2 separate regions of the Triticum aestivum genome follow, and region 1 is linked to region 2. Evidence: chromatin contacts called from public Hi-C data. All regions are on one chromosome and are shown on one strand. The core of a region is the stretch at or near the end of the contact, and the rest is flanking DNA. Distances in the headings are between cores, read along the strand shown. Region 1 holds the start of LOC123046537 (probable protein-S-isoprenylcysteine O-methyltransferase). Region 2 holds the start of LOC123046536 (putative glucose-6-phosphate 1-epimerase).

Region 1 (6,951 bases), core at 880-3,379, 270 kb after region 2:
GTTGGAGCACATGCAGAGGAAGGCAACAACAGTACTCAAGACTATAAATGTTGAATTGTGATGCAAGTACCTATAAATTCCATGAGTTACCAACTGATGCTGGTCTTCATACTGAATCCGTATAACATGTGTAAAGGCACGTCCAGCTGTTACAACAGCAATTTTACGAATAATTTCACCAACAAGCACCATCAGAAGGCCAATATTACTGACAAACAGATACCCTTTTATTTCTGGGAAGAAAAGGCTTTCTGTCAGGTGTTCCACCATCGCAAAACTCATTGCCAAAACATACTGCTTGCTGATAAGAAGTGCTGCATCAGAAGCACCTTAATTAGCTCACAACACGGTCACGCAGTTACATAGTGCAAATTACAATTAAATGGTAAAGAAATAAGATAAATGAAATAAAGAAGCGGGCACCAATCTATGCATGGTAATGTTCTTTCAGGGGCTCTTTGGATTTGAGCCAACAGCTGCCAGCCAAAAAGTTGGCGTTGACTGCATGTTGGGCATATGTTTGGATGAGCACCAATTTTTTGGTCGCCAATGATGCATGGCCTTCCTCAGCTCACTTTTACACCAAACCTTGGGTGAGGCGCCGGTGAGCAAATAGCTAGCCAATTTTTTGGCGTGCCCATGATTTGGCTGGGCTAGTATGGGCAACATCCAAACAGCCGCTCATATTCTTTTTGACCATCTTATGTGTCAAATTGATAACCTACGATTATGAATTTTCTGATTGAGCTATTATCCAGTCAAATTGCCATGAGTTGGTTGCAGGATCCTATGGGTTTCAGATCTAGCCTCCCCCCACTTGTTTGGGACTAAAGACTTTCTTGGTGTTGTTGAACTAAAAGATTTTAGAGCCGGGGTTACGTGAACTAAAAAATGCAAGTTGGACAAATCAAGTTTGAATAACTATTTTAATCATCCCCAATTTGTACTATCTATGAAGATAAATACTTATGATGGCTTATGAAGCACTAAATTAGGAAATTAATTCATCAGGCATATTGGAATTTAATTGGTAAAATACTACTCTGTAGAGGCACTCAAATTACACTTTCTGATTTTGGAGCTTGACCTCAACCTTTATGTCAGCCCATTGGTTCTGAGAACCGAGCGGTGCTCGGTTGGCTAGAGCACACATCTGTAAGCTTACCCACCCGCGTTCGAGGCGCAGCCTCTGCAAGACGCCTTGTTTCTTCTAAAAGGCCGACATGGGAGCTAGTCTCCATGGGTCGAAAAAAAGATAATTGCTCCTTATCCCCTAAATTTAACACAGTATAGTACTCGGTAGCTTCTTTCTGTTGAATTCTTAAGCTAAACAGAGAAATTCTTACAATTGCATATAGATCGGACAGCAGAGTTACACCATGGTTATTTGTCAGTTAAATGCTAGGTGAGAAATTGCCGAGACCACGACACCGATTATTATGCAAATAGGGAAACTGCCAAAGCATGCATTCTGCCAATTCCTCTTAAGTCATCTCAACTATCTAAACAAAATCAAACCAAACCAATAGCAATCCAGTTGGATCAGACGAAACGACACATATTGGCATCCTCATGGCCCCATATATGTGCTTCACATTACCACATGTTAACCAGGGCGCTTTAATCTAAGCATATATACAAGAATCATGTGCATCGGTAGCACCTTCTCTACTCTCTACCAGTAGTAGTATCTAGACAATCTCCCGAGCAACGTCTCTGGATGGCAAAGATGGGGGCCGAAGAGGCGATTCACTCACAGGTGGCGGTGACGTTGCTGTGGCCGTGGAAGGCGGCGGCGAGGACGTACTCGGAGCCGTGGAAGAAGACCAAGGCGGCCGCGAACTGCCACGCCTGCGTCCGCGCCGCCATGGGCAGAGCGGGGATCTGGGGACCGGAGCTTGCGCTGGGGCTCAGGGCTTGGGCAGCGGGAGCGGGAAGAGATGCCTGGCGTTGGCGAGGTGCTGGGAGGAGGAGATGCCGCATGCGGAAGCTTTTACTGGGGACCTGGACGGGGACCGGAAAAGCTCGGGGCGGCCACGGCGGGCGAGGCGGAGCTGTCGGGCCGCCGGGATGGATAGAGAAAGGGGGGGACTCCTATTCCCCGACCCACGCGGTGGAAAGCAAGGTACGCACGGGACTTTTGGCCGGCCCATGTGGGGGCGGGGTGCCCCTGTTTTTATTTCCTTTCGTTTTTTCCTGCTTTTTTTTTGCTTCGTTAAAAAATGTTCGGGATTTCAAACAAAAATCTAATCTCAAAATCTTCACGAATTTTAAAAATGTTCTCAAATTCAAAAATATTCGTGAGTTTGATGAATATGCTCATGGATTTTAAAATGTTTGTAAATTCAAAAAATGTTCATGCTTTTGAAAATAACTAGGACAAGTGCCCGTGCGTTGCACTGGGCGATAAAATTAATAGAACCTTCTCAATGTGCTATTCCGCAACACTTCACATATCCAATTTTAACGAACAATAAGGTAACCTGAGTATCATTTTCCCTCGATGAAGTGTGAATGTGAAGAAACCTCCCTGACATCGTTCATCAGAATAGTCTTTCACTCTTTTTTTGTTGTTCAGAATAACACGAATTTTAAAAAAATGTGGTTTTTGCAATTTTCGAGAACATTATTTGAAAATTTTAAATCATTTTTTGATGACTAGCATGTTTGATTTTGAAAATTATATTTCATTTGTAATTGTTTTTTACTCTATTTGGGCTTGCCCGAAACATAAGGACTTGGCCTACATAACACACACGATCTCAGAAAAAGAATACACCTTCTTTCTGGTGAGACCACAACTGCACGCATTGTCTCTCTTCCGATTCCGACACATACTACAGAATCAGGAGCGTCTTTTTCATGGTTACTACTTGCTTGCATCAATTCAAATTGCTACTTGCTGCAAGCTGGATTCACAAAGGAGCATTACTCTCTCGACAGTACTGCTGAGTTCAATTTGTCACCAGTGAAATAGTATTGTTGAGTTCTCAGAGTGTAGGGCTCAGGATTTAGATTGAAACAAAATGATAATTGGGAACTAATTTATCAAACAACAACTCGGGGTAATTTCCTCAAATACTTCTGACTCGTTCACTGTTAGGGGTGAGATGATCCAAAACGCATGTCAAATACTATGTGCTCGTGATACAGTGAACTACCAAAAACTTCATAAAGCACCTGGGAAATTAATTAATAGTACAGACTACTTTTAAATTAGGACATGAGTAAGATGTAAACATTGTGCCTCCAAAAATTATATGTATCAAAGATCTGCACTAATTCATCCACTCTTGCAAGCACTCATGAGTACTCACCTAGCATGCCTAGTTAGCTACAAGCATCTACATGATCACCAACTATACAAATATGAGTTTGGAATTTTGGGCTACTTGGTAGTGTAGTGTGTGCTAACCAAATACATAATTAAGATGATATGCTGGAATACTCTGTTCTGGTCACCAATCTACATCACTGTCAGGTAGTGCATGTTCTGTCCACCAATGTACAATATACTATTAGGCCTGTAGATCAACCGCATGCATGTATGCGAAAAATGCATCTATGGAGGTTACATGCATGTCATGAGTAGTTATATCTGAACTCGTTTCTTTCCCTTAGGAAAAATTTAAGTTATATATTAAATCCAAAGCATTCGCAATTTTTTTGTTAAATCCAAAGGGATAAACGGTAAGAAGCAAGTCTTGCAGAATTCTCGATTCCCTAGAAAAAACAACATACAACAATTGCTAATGTTACTGTCAGTCATACACATAAATGTATCTCTAATGCATAGCACTATAATTCAGGACCTTTAATTTTTTTTCCTGGAGCATATGTTGCTTGGTATGGATCTGGGTCTCTCTAGTAAGAGACATTGCTAACTCATCAAGGTTAATGAGTGCCAATAAATACGTCCAGAGAGATGAACGGTTGGTTGCCAAAGCAGCCAAAGCGAGTTGGGGAGGAAGAGAGGTTGAATACTGTAGGTCGCCAGAGGACCAGAAATCATGATTTCAAGCCTACTTGTCCACATACCTCAAGTGTAAAACCGGCCGACAAAGTTCCGGCAAACTGTGGAACACTGTCGGACACCGGATTGTTTTCCATCCAAGCCTGATGAGGCGACATTGGGCAGTCTTTCGACGAAGTAGGCAAAGAAGACATTGAACAGATTCTATCTGACGTCGTCTTGTTTTCCTGCGAAGTCAGTGAAGGTGACATTGGGCGGTCTTCCGGCGAACTCGGAGGGCGGCGACATACTTGCAGTCTTGCGAATTTACCGTGCAATTTAGCTCGATTTTCAGTCGATCCTTTTTTTTATTGCATAAATTCTTTGTGGAACCCGGATGGAGGCATCCATGGCTCCGTATTGGTGTAATTCTCCTACGCGGATCCGATCGAAAACAACACGACACATGAGAGAAGCCAGCGGCGGCGAGGCCGTATGCACGCCGTACGCCGTGGGTTCTGTCATCTGTCCTCGACCGAGTGACGAAACGTCGTCAACGCAGTATGGGCTGGCAACTAAAATAGACATATGGGTCGGCCGTCCCAGTTTCCTTTGCGTCCTCGGCCCTTTGTTTCTCGTTTCCTTTGCACATACGTCATACGTTTTGTCAAACAGACTCTCAATCGAACCAAAAAAATAGTGTACCTATAAATCATCAAAACAGGACGAAACAAAGCAAAACCAAACTAAGAATACCTATTCCCTTTAATAGTAGGTATAGATTACTTTTGTACTGTGGGTTTATTTCCATAAAAGTCAAGAGGTTTTCTGTAAAAATGCCGCGACGGTGAACCCGACAGACTCAATCCATGCTTTATTATTAGGGAAAGATTCATGAATTTAAAAAAATTGAATTTGGAAAACATGCATGAATTCAAAAAACGTTCACGGGTTCTGAAAAAATGTTCACAGATTTAACAAAGTGTTCTCAAATTTGTAAAAATGTTTGCGAAATCGAAAATTGTTCATAATTTCAGAAACTATTCATGAATTTGTAAAAAAACTATGAATTCAACAAAATGTTCATGACTTCAAAAAATGTCCACGGATCTGTAAAAAATGTTCACAAAATGTAACGATTTTTTTAAATGTATGTGTTTTTTCTTTCACCTCGGGTTTTTTCTTCCGGTTTTTATAGTTGTATCTCTCGTGGAAGCAAAATTGTACCTTTGTGGAGGAAAAACAAACGCGTTTTTCCCTTCCTGAGTTGTGCTTCTCGCAAAAGAAGCATGTGCCTCCATGAAAATTTGTGCTTCTCACGAAAGAAAGAAAAAAAACATGTTTTATCTCTCTTTCCGATAGGCAAATATGTGCCTCTCACGGTTCCCTTTCCGAATGTGCCTCTCGCGGAAGTGATCCTGTGCCTTCACGAAAAGTAAATTTGTACCTCTCGCGTAAGAAAAAAACATTTTTTCATGCAAAAAAATTTGTGTTCAAAACCTAAGGAAAACCCGGGCAAAAAACGAAAGGTCATAAAAACAAAAAAAACATCAAAAACCCGAAAATGCGTATAGAAAAATAAAAGATCCAGAGAAAACGCCCAGTAGGCGACATGTGGCGGCGGCGCTCTCACCCCACCCAAGATGACCCTTGTGGGGCTCCCGCAAGGGAAACCCCGCGGTTAGTTGCTCTCCCTACGCGATGCCCAATCCTATTTGCCACTAGCGGTGACAAATAGTTATGGCTTTGCTGAAGCAAGCTTTCAGTTGGGCTGGCCCAAGTACGGATGCGTGATGTTTTCTTTAATTGTTGTCTCCTTCGATGTTTCCGTGTATTTTGTTTTTCTTATGTGGTTTTTGCTTCTGTTTTCTCCACTGTTTTGTTCGATTTCCAGTTGTTTCATTCCCTTTATTTGATTTTTGTATTTTGATTCCTTTTTTATTTTTATTTGTTTTGGTTCCTTTTTCCGATTTCTTTGCTATTTTTGTTTTGTTTTCAGTGTTTTCTTTGTATGGTGGAGTGTTGATCGACTAAAAGGCGACATGTTCAGCGGTTAGGTGTGGCGAAGATGCGCATGTTGAGATAGATGTGTGACCACATAAGGAGGGACCTATAGTCCGAAATAATGATATACGAGATAGAGTTGGGTAACACCGACTAAAGAGAAACTTGGCCAACATCGTCTCAGATGGTTTGGGCATATTCAACGCAGACCTCCAGAAACTCTAGTGCACAGCGAACGGCTAAAGCATGCTCATGATGTCCAAAGAGGCCGGGGTAAATCGAACTTGGCATGGGAAGAGTCCGTAAAGAGTGATCTAAAGGACTGGAGTATCACGAGAAAACTAGCCATGGACAGGGGGTATGATTCTAATATCGAGGCACATAGCCTCACTAAGCATACTTTAGGACTTTCTTTCGAACGCCATTTATGGCTCCTCGATACTCCGGACCTAAGTTGTATCTCAGTGTATTTGGACTACGATCAATAAATAAAGTGTGTCCAGACTAAAAAAGCTGGTTACAGCGCTGTATCATCTAATGCCATCGCCAATTTTGAAGAAAAAATATCGCTTGCCTGCCTATGGACTGCTATGTCAAAAACTAGGCGGTTTTTTTTGTTATTTTTTTAAATGTTTGTGTATTTTTAAAAGGCGAGGATGTCAAAAAAGTTCATCTATTCAAAACCAATTGCAGATTTGAAAATGTTGGTGAATTCAATAAATGTTCATGGATATGAAAAAGAAACAGGATTAAAAAAATCATTGATTTGAGTGTTCACAAATTTGGAAAATATCCGTTCATTCAAAAAATGTTCACAGATTTGGAAATTTTTCATGAGTTTAAAAAGTTCATGTATTTAATAAATATTCAAAAAATTGTGGAAGAGTTTGCATAAAAATTCACGTATTTAAAAAAAATGTTCAGATATTGAAAATAAAATCACAGGTGAAAAATGTTCATGAAATTTTAATAAGGTAAAAAATAAAAGGAAAATA
Region 2 (6,619 bases), core at 428-2,927:
AGTACTGCCATGACAAGAGTAAAAAGAAGGATTAATCCAAACATCTGACTAAAATGCTAACCTACTCGTCATGGCACAACTCATTCATCTACAAATGACACTGCCGTCTTTGTAACAATAGCTCCACAGACCACAAACAGGTTTTCCTTACCAGTTGGCACTGATATGCTTATAAATGGCATATGGTGGCAAACTAATTTTAATGAGATCAAATTTCACCATTTTTCAACCTTACGGTTCTTAATAAGCTATAAAGGCTCCTCAGAGACTGAGAGGTAGACAAAAGTAGATGCCTTCGGTAAGACTACTGGGGTTTTGTTTGCTAGTCCCTGCCCCTCCATTCCAATAATGCATGACCGGGAAACAGAGCAACGCATACTCAAGTTCATCTTGTAATTCTAAAGTTGTCTTTGGTATAGCTAAGTTCACAAGTTGAAACACACCTCCCATAGCTTAGTGCTTCGGGCGAGCAAGACCCTGTCATGCTAAGCAGCTGGCACAAGCTGACAAGTACACCGAAAGGAACACATCAATCAAAGTTAAATTTGGTATGCAGGTGACTCGATCGGCCTAACACGCCAGAACCACAATCAGGAACCCACTGCCCTGTGGTTCCCACAACTTGTCATTAAAAAAGGAGGATTGGTAGGATAGCACCTCCCCCTAAAAAAGGGCCATCAGACGCATATGGGACCAAACGCCAGCAGACAGGGGATTAGCCATCCGATCCTGGAAACGTTAGGGGGGTAACCTACCTAGTCCCCTCTCGCTTCCGAGAGGTAGCATAGTCGGTGCGTCTTTTCCGCTGGGTCCCCGAACATGATAAAGAATTAAAGATGATTGTCTGCGTAAAACTTGTGTCCTATCGGTTATCACCATCACATCTTACCCAGTCCAGCTACCAAGCTGTGAATGCTACAGTGACGTGTGGCCGCAGCCGCGTCTCTTGGCTTTTGATTTTTTACAGGATTTGCGCGCACACAAAAGTATTTTGGTTTGAGCCAACTCGCGAAATCTGATTGCAGCAGCGCTCCCCGGCGATTAAACTGCGTTTGACTGACGGGAGGACGGCGAAATGGCACCGCGAATTCCTCTGATCAAAAGGGGAAAGATAAAAAGAGACGCTAAGAATTAAACCCTATCATCAGAGCGCGGTACGACATAATGCGCCTCGATTTGATGGGCCAGCCGAACCACGAAATCCGCCCGAAAATCGCGCGCGCCGGACGCCTGTGATTCTGAAGCCGGCGCCCCTGCCCCTCCTTAACGCGCGCGCGCCGGCGGAGCCCCGCGACGGATCCGCGCGGAATGCGCTCCGAATCGGCTCAAAACGGGCGGGGGAGCGGGAGGGGAGGGGGGAGGGGGGAGGGGGGAGAGGCGGCCGTGTACCTCGGCGGTGAACCCGCGCGGGTCGCGGAGCACGATCTTGTCGAGGCCGGAGGGGCCCTTGGCGCGCTCGAGGAGCGGCGGCTGCAGCTTGGGCGACTTGGGCGTCGGGGGCGGCGAGGACGCGCCGGCCATTCCCCACCACCAGCTCGCGTCCCGCGCCTTCCTTTTCGTCCGCCTGGTGGAGAGGGAGAGAGCGAGTGGAAGGGGATGGAGATAGTGGAGTGTGGAGAAGAGAGGAATCCAAAGCGTGACGGCGAGTATTTATAGCCGGAGTGAGGAGGAAGAAGAAGAAGAGAGTGGGTTTGTTCTAGTGGTGTGGTGTGGCCTGGCCGTGTGGGTCGCCCGTGTCTGACTGGGCTCAAGGGCCTACAGGGGCGCGTGCGTCATCGGCTTTGCTGGCGCGTCCGGTCAAGCCTCGGTGTCATCCATGTCATCGTGTTTGTCCGGCAAAATTGACAAATTTGACCTATAAACGAAATCAAATCACAGAATGAACTGTCCGTGAAACTATTTCACGCGGCTGACCTTTTTGTGTGACGCCCGACACGAAGGCGCCACACTACAATGTGCAACGCCTCACAGATGGGCGCTACACGCCTGGCCAGCGTCGCATATGTGTGATCCGAAAATTACTAAGTCAGTGTGCAGCGCCTGAGAGCTAGACGCCACACTGTACAGTGTAGCGCCTTGCTTCTAGGCGTTGCACTAGTGGTTGCTTCATTTTGTAATGCAACCACTAGTGCAGCGCCTGAGAGCTAGGCGCCACACTATACAGTGCAGCGCCTAGCTCTTAGGCTCTGCACAATGACTTAGCAATTTTTAGGCAGTTTGGGGTGCAACGCTGGCCAGGCGTGTAGCGCCTATCTGTGAGGCGTTGTAAAATGTAGTGTGACGCCTTCGTGTCGGACGTCACACAAAAAGGTCAGCCGCGTGAAATAGTTTCACGGGCAGTTCATTCTGTGATTTGATTTCATCCACAGGTCAAATTTATCAAATTTGCCTGTTTGTCCATGTATTTGTACTGGCGTGGGCGAGGTTTGTCCATGGATGGATGTTTATGGTCGCCGTCGCCAAGTGAATTAAAGCATTTTTGGAACGCAGGAATCCAAAGACAGAAGCATCATAGAAAAAATCCTCCGAAATTGACAGTCTTGTCTCATGGATCGTGCGGAAAATGAAAACGCCTGAATTCTACTAGTAGTAAATTCTGAGCATTATGCCAAGTCTAGGACTTGCATGGTTAGCTAGTACCACAACAAAAAACCTAATCATCTAAGTTATGCTCAGTTCTCATATGATCAATGTTCAGTAAAACAACCATTTTTTTAAGCACCAGTCTTTACCTCTATCGTTGCTTAAGTAAAATATCAGCCTTTTTTTCTCTAAGCACTTTGCATTATACATATTCTTAGAGTAAAGGCCTTGGCAAGTTCGATACAATGTTCTTCTAAGGCAGCGGACTCCCCCAAAGCCCACACTAAATCACTGCAAATTATTCCGATGAGTGGAGAGAAACACTTGTGTTGTCGTGGACTTCTTAAAGGAAATTGAATACGAGATTGGAGCTCATGTTTAGGAACCTCCCATGCAGGGAGAACCCGACCATTGTGGACTTCCAACATTTTTCATTCAGTATCTTGGACCGCTCTCTCTAGAATTATGTGTGCCAAGGGTTCCCCTTCACTTGGTGCAATTGGATTGAAAATCTTAATACCTCTAGCAACTCGGCCATCCTTCTTAACGGCAGGTCAAGCACATGGTTTAGATGTCGTAGGGGACTACGCCAAGGCGACCCGTTATCTCCCTATGTATTTATCATTGTCGCAGCGACTGGTCACTCAAGCCTCCAACTCTGAATTTTTCTCCCACCCCATTTACCAAAACTTGTTGTACTCTGTTCTTCAATATGCAGAAGACGCTCTCATTGTCCTCCAGCCAAACATCGATCAGTTGCGGTCTCTAAAAGACCTACTTCTACAATTCTCCGGAGCAACGGGTCTAGCCATAAATTTAAAAAAGATCACTTTCGCACCTATACACGTGGACGATGACCTATCCAAAAACATTGTTGATATCCTTGGTGTATTGTTGCTATCTTCCCACAATCTTACCTTACCCGGGGCTACCTCTCTCTACAAAAAAACTGAAATTTTCATACTTGTTTTTCATCATTGACAAGGTTGACCGCGGGCTTGCTGACTGGAGAGGTCTAATGATTTCTCTTGTTGGCAAGGCGATCTTGGTTAGAGCGGTGCTTAGGCACTGCCAATTTATGTGATGAGTACTCTTCTACTGCCCGTGGGGACGCTGCAAGTGGTAGACAAACGATGTAGGGCATTTTTGGGCTGGGCAGGAAAAAAATTACAGGCAAATAGTGTAAAGTGGCTTGGGATTTGGTGTGTGCACCATTCTCTCATGGGGGTCTAGACTTCTCCTCTCTCAAACACATTAACTTATGCTTACTACTAAAGCATCTTTCCAAGCTTCACGAGAATGACACTAATTCAAACAGATCTTAGATTCTCTCTAAATATGGTTGGTCCACCGATCGTGACCTTGGGGCTCCAGGCAATTCCCACACTCTGGTCTAGAGTGACATAATTAAGGGGTTGGACTTCTTCCGTTCCATCACTACGGTTAAGGCCGGGAACGGTATCACCACCTCCTTCTTGTATGACCTATGGCTTTCGAACTCTACCACTACCTTGGTGCAACAATTTCCAACTCTTCTTTCTCACTCCGACATGCAACATGCCTTAGTTGTCTAGGTGCATGCTAACCCCAACCTCAACCTTAACTTTGCCAATAGACTCTCTCACGCGTTGGGCGTGAAATGATTGATATGCGCATTACTATGGTCTTGGTTAACTTGAACTCGCGGGTTGCTGATAAAAGAATTACTATGCAAGGGTGCAAAGCTCTAACCACCAAGCTAGCAAACTGAGTTGTCCAGAGTTTGCAGTCGACTGATTGAATGGCCATTGTTGTCTGGAAAAACTATGTGCCAAACAAATGTAGAATTTTCATTTGGCTGGCACACAAGGACCGCCGGTACCCAATGAGAGGCGCTTCCATCGAGCTATCACCACCTCACATGCCCTTTTGTAACCAACATGAGAACATCAACCATCTTCTATTTAATGACCAACTACTAAAACCCCTTTGGGATGAGCTAGGCAGCTTACATGATGGCACCCCTCAAAATCTCCAACATTTGTGGCATGAGTCTATGTTTAATAAAAATCGATCAACGGTGATCATGGCCATCCTTTGAAATATTTGGAGACAAAGAAATTAAAAGGGTTTTAAGGCATGCGAATTAAAGGCCTACACACATTGCTAGAGTCGCGCCTGATGATCTACAATTGTGGGCCAACCGATGCAAAAATACTCAGAAGCAGATCCTACTTCGTGACTAGGGCATAAATGTGAAGGAAATATGCCCTAGAGGCAATAATAAAGTTGTTATATTTTCTTATATCATGATAAATGTTTATTATTCATGCTACAATTGTATTAACCGGAAACTTGATATATGTGTGGATACATAGATAAAACACAATTTCCCTAGTAAGCCTCTACTAGACTAGCTTGTTAATCAAACATGGTTAAGTTTCCTAACCATAGACATGCGTTGCCATTTGATGAACGGGATCACATCATTAGAAGAATGATGTGATGGAAAAGACCCATCCGTTAGCATAGCATATTGATCGCTCGGTTTTATTGCTATTGCTTTCTTCATGTCAAATACATATTCCTTCAACTATGAGATTATGCAACTCCCGGATACCAGAGGAATGCCTAGTGTGCTATCAAACTTCACAACGTAACTGGGTGATTATAAAGATGCTCTACAGGTATATCCTAAGGTGTTTGTTGGGTTGGCATAGATCGAGATTAGGATTTGTCACTCCGAATATCGGAGAGGTATCTCTAGGCCCTCTCGGTAATACACATCATAAGAAGCCTTCAAACAAAGTGACTAATGAGTTAGTTACAGGATGACGTATTACGTAACGAGTAAAGAGACTTGCAGGTAATGAGATTGAACTAGGTATGAAGATACCGACGATCAAATCTCGGGCAAGTAACATACCAATGGACAAAGGGAATTACGTATGTTGTCATAACGGTTCGACCGATAAAGATCTTCATAGAATATGCAGGAGACAATATGGGCATCCAGGTTCCGCTATTGGTTATTGACTGGAGAGGTGTCTCGGTCATGTCTACATAGTTCTCGAACCCGTGGGGTCCGCACGCTTAACATTCAATGACAACTTTGTATCATATGAGTTATGTGATCTGGTGACCGAATGTTGTTGGGAGTCCCGGATGAGATCACAGACATGACGAGGAGTCTCGTAATGGTCGAGAGGTAAAGATTGATATATAGGACGGTAGTATTCGGACACCGAAAGTGTTTCGGAGGGTACCGGGTACATATCGGGTCACCTAGAGGGCTTCCGGGCACCCCCGACAAAAGATATGGGCCTAATGGGCCAAGAGGGGAAACGCACCAGCCAGCAGGGGCTGCTGCACCCCCCATGTGGGCCGAATCAGAGGAGAAGGAAAGAGGGGAAGAGAGAAGGAGGGGGAGGGATTCGGCCTCCCCCTTCCTTCCCTCCTCCCTCCTCCATCCTTCCCCCTCTGGAACTTATGGAAGGGGGGAGGCCAAATTGGGGAGGCGCCCAAGTAGGATTCCTCCTACTTGGGGCGCCCCCTTGATGCTCCCCTCCCTCTCCCACCTATATATGCATGGGGAGGGGGCTCCTAGAACAACACAAAAACATCTGTTAGCCGTGTGTGACGCCCCCCTCCACAGGTTACACCCTCGGTCATATTCTCGCAGTGCTTAGGCGAAGCCCTGCGTGGATCACTTCACTATCACCGTCACCATGCCGTCGTGCTGATGGAACTTATCTACTTCCTTGACACTTTGTTGGATCAAGAGTTCGAGGGACGTCATCGAGTTGAACGTGTGAAAGGATCGATATGGTTGACTAGAGGAGGGGTGAATAGGCAACTAACAATTTTTAGCTTTTCTTTACCAAATTAAACTTAGCATCAAAATAGGTTGTCTAGATATGCAAGTAGGTGAGCAACCTATATGATGCAACAACAACAAGCATACAAGCAAGCAAGGGATACAACACAATATAAGCTTGCACAAGTAAAGGTAAGAGATAACCAAGAGTGGAGCCCGTGGAGACGAGAATGTGTTACC

The links. Hi-C and Micro-C count contacts between places; a contact is called where the count stands out from the background.
Region 1: a contact with region 2 is called in a Hi-C map of leaf, with 4 times the contacts expected there. The contact joins the promoter of LOC123046537 here to the promoter of LOC123046536 in region 2. A contact is called at or near these places in 2 of 5 Hi-C or Micro-C datasets (both in leaf).

What each region holds. Positions count from the first base shown.
Region 1 is chr2B:658,915,972-658,922,922 of IWGSC CS RefSeq v2.1, forward strand. It overlaps LOC123046537 (probable protein-S-isoprenylcysteine O-methyltransferase), which reads right to left and starts at 2,130. Exons shown (of 4, transcript XR_006422404.1): 1 at 1,758-2,130; 2 at 71-314.
Region 2 is chr2B:658,645,002-658,651,620 of IWGSC CS RefSeq v2.1, forward strand. LOC123046536 (putative glucose-6-phosphate 1-epimerase) reads right to left here and starts at 1,678. Exons shown (of 9, transcript XM_044469935.1): 1 at 1,390-1,678. The coding sequence starts at 1,521.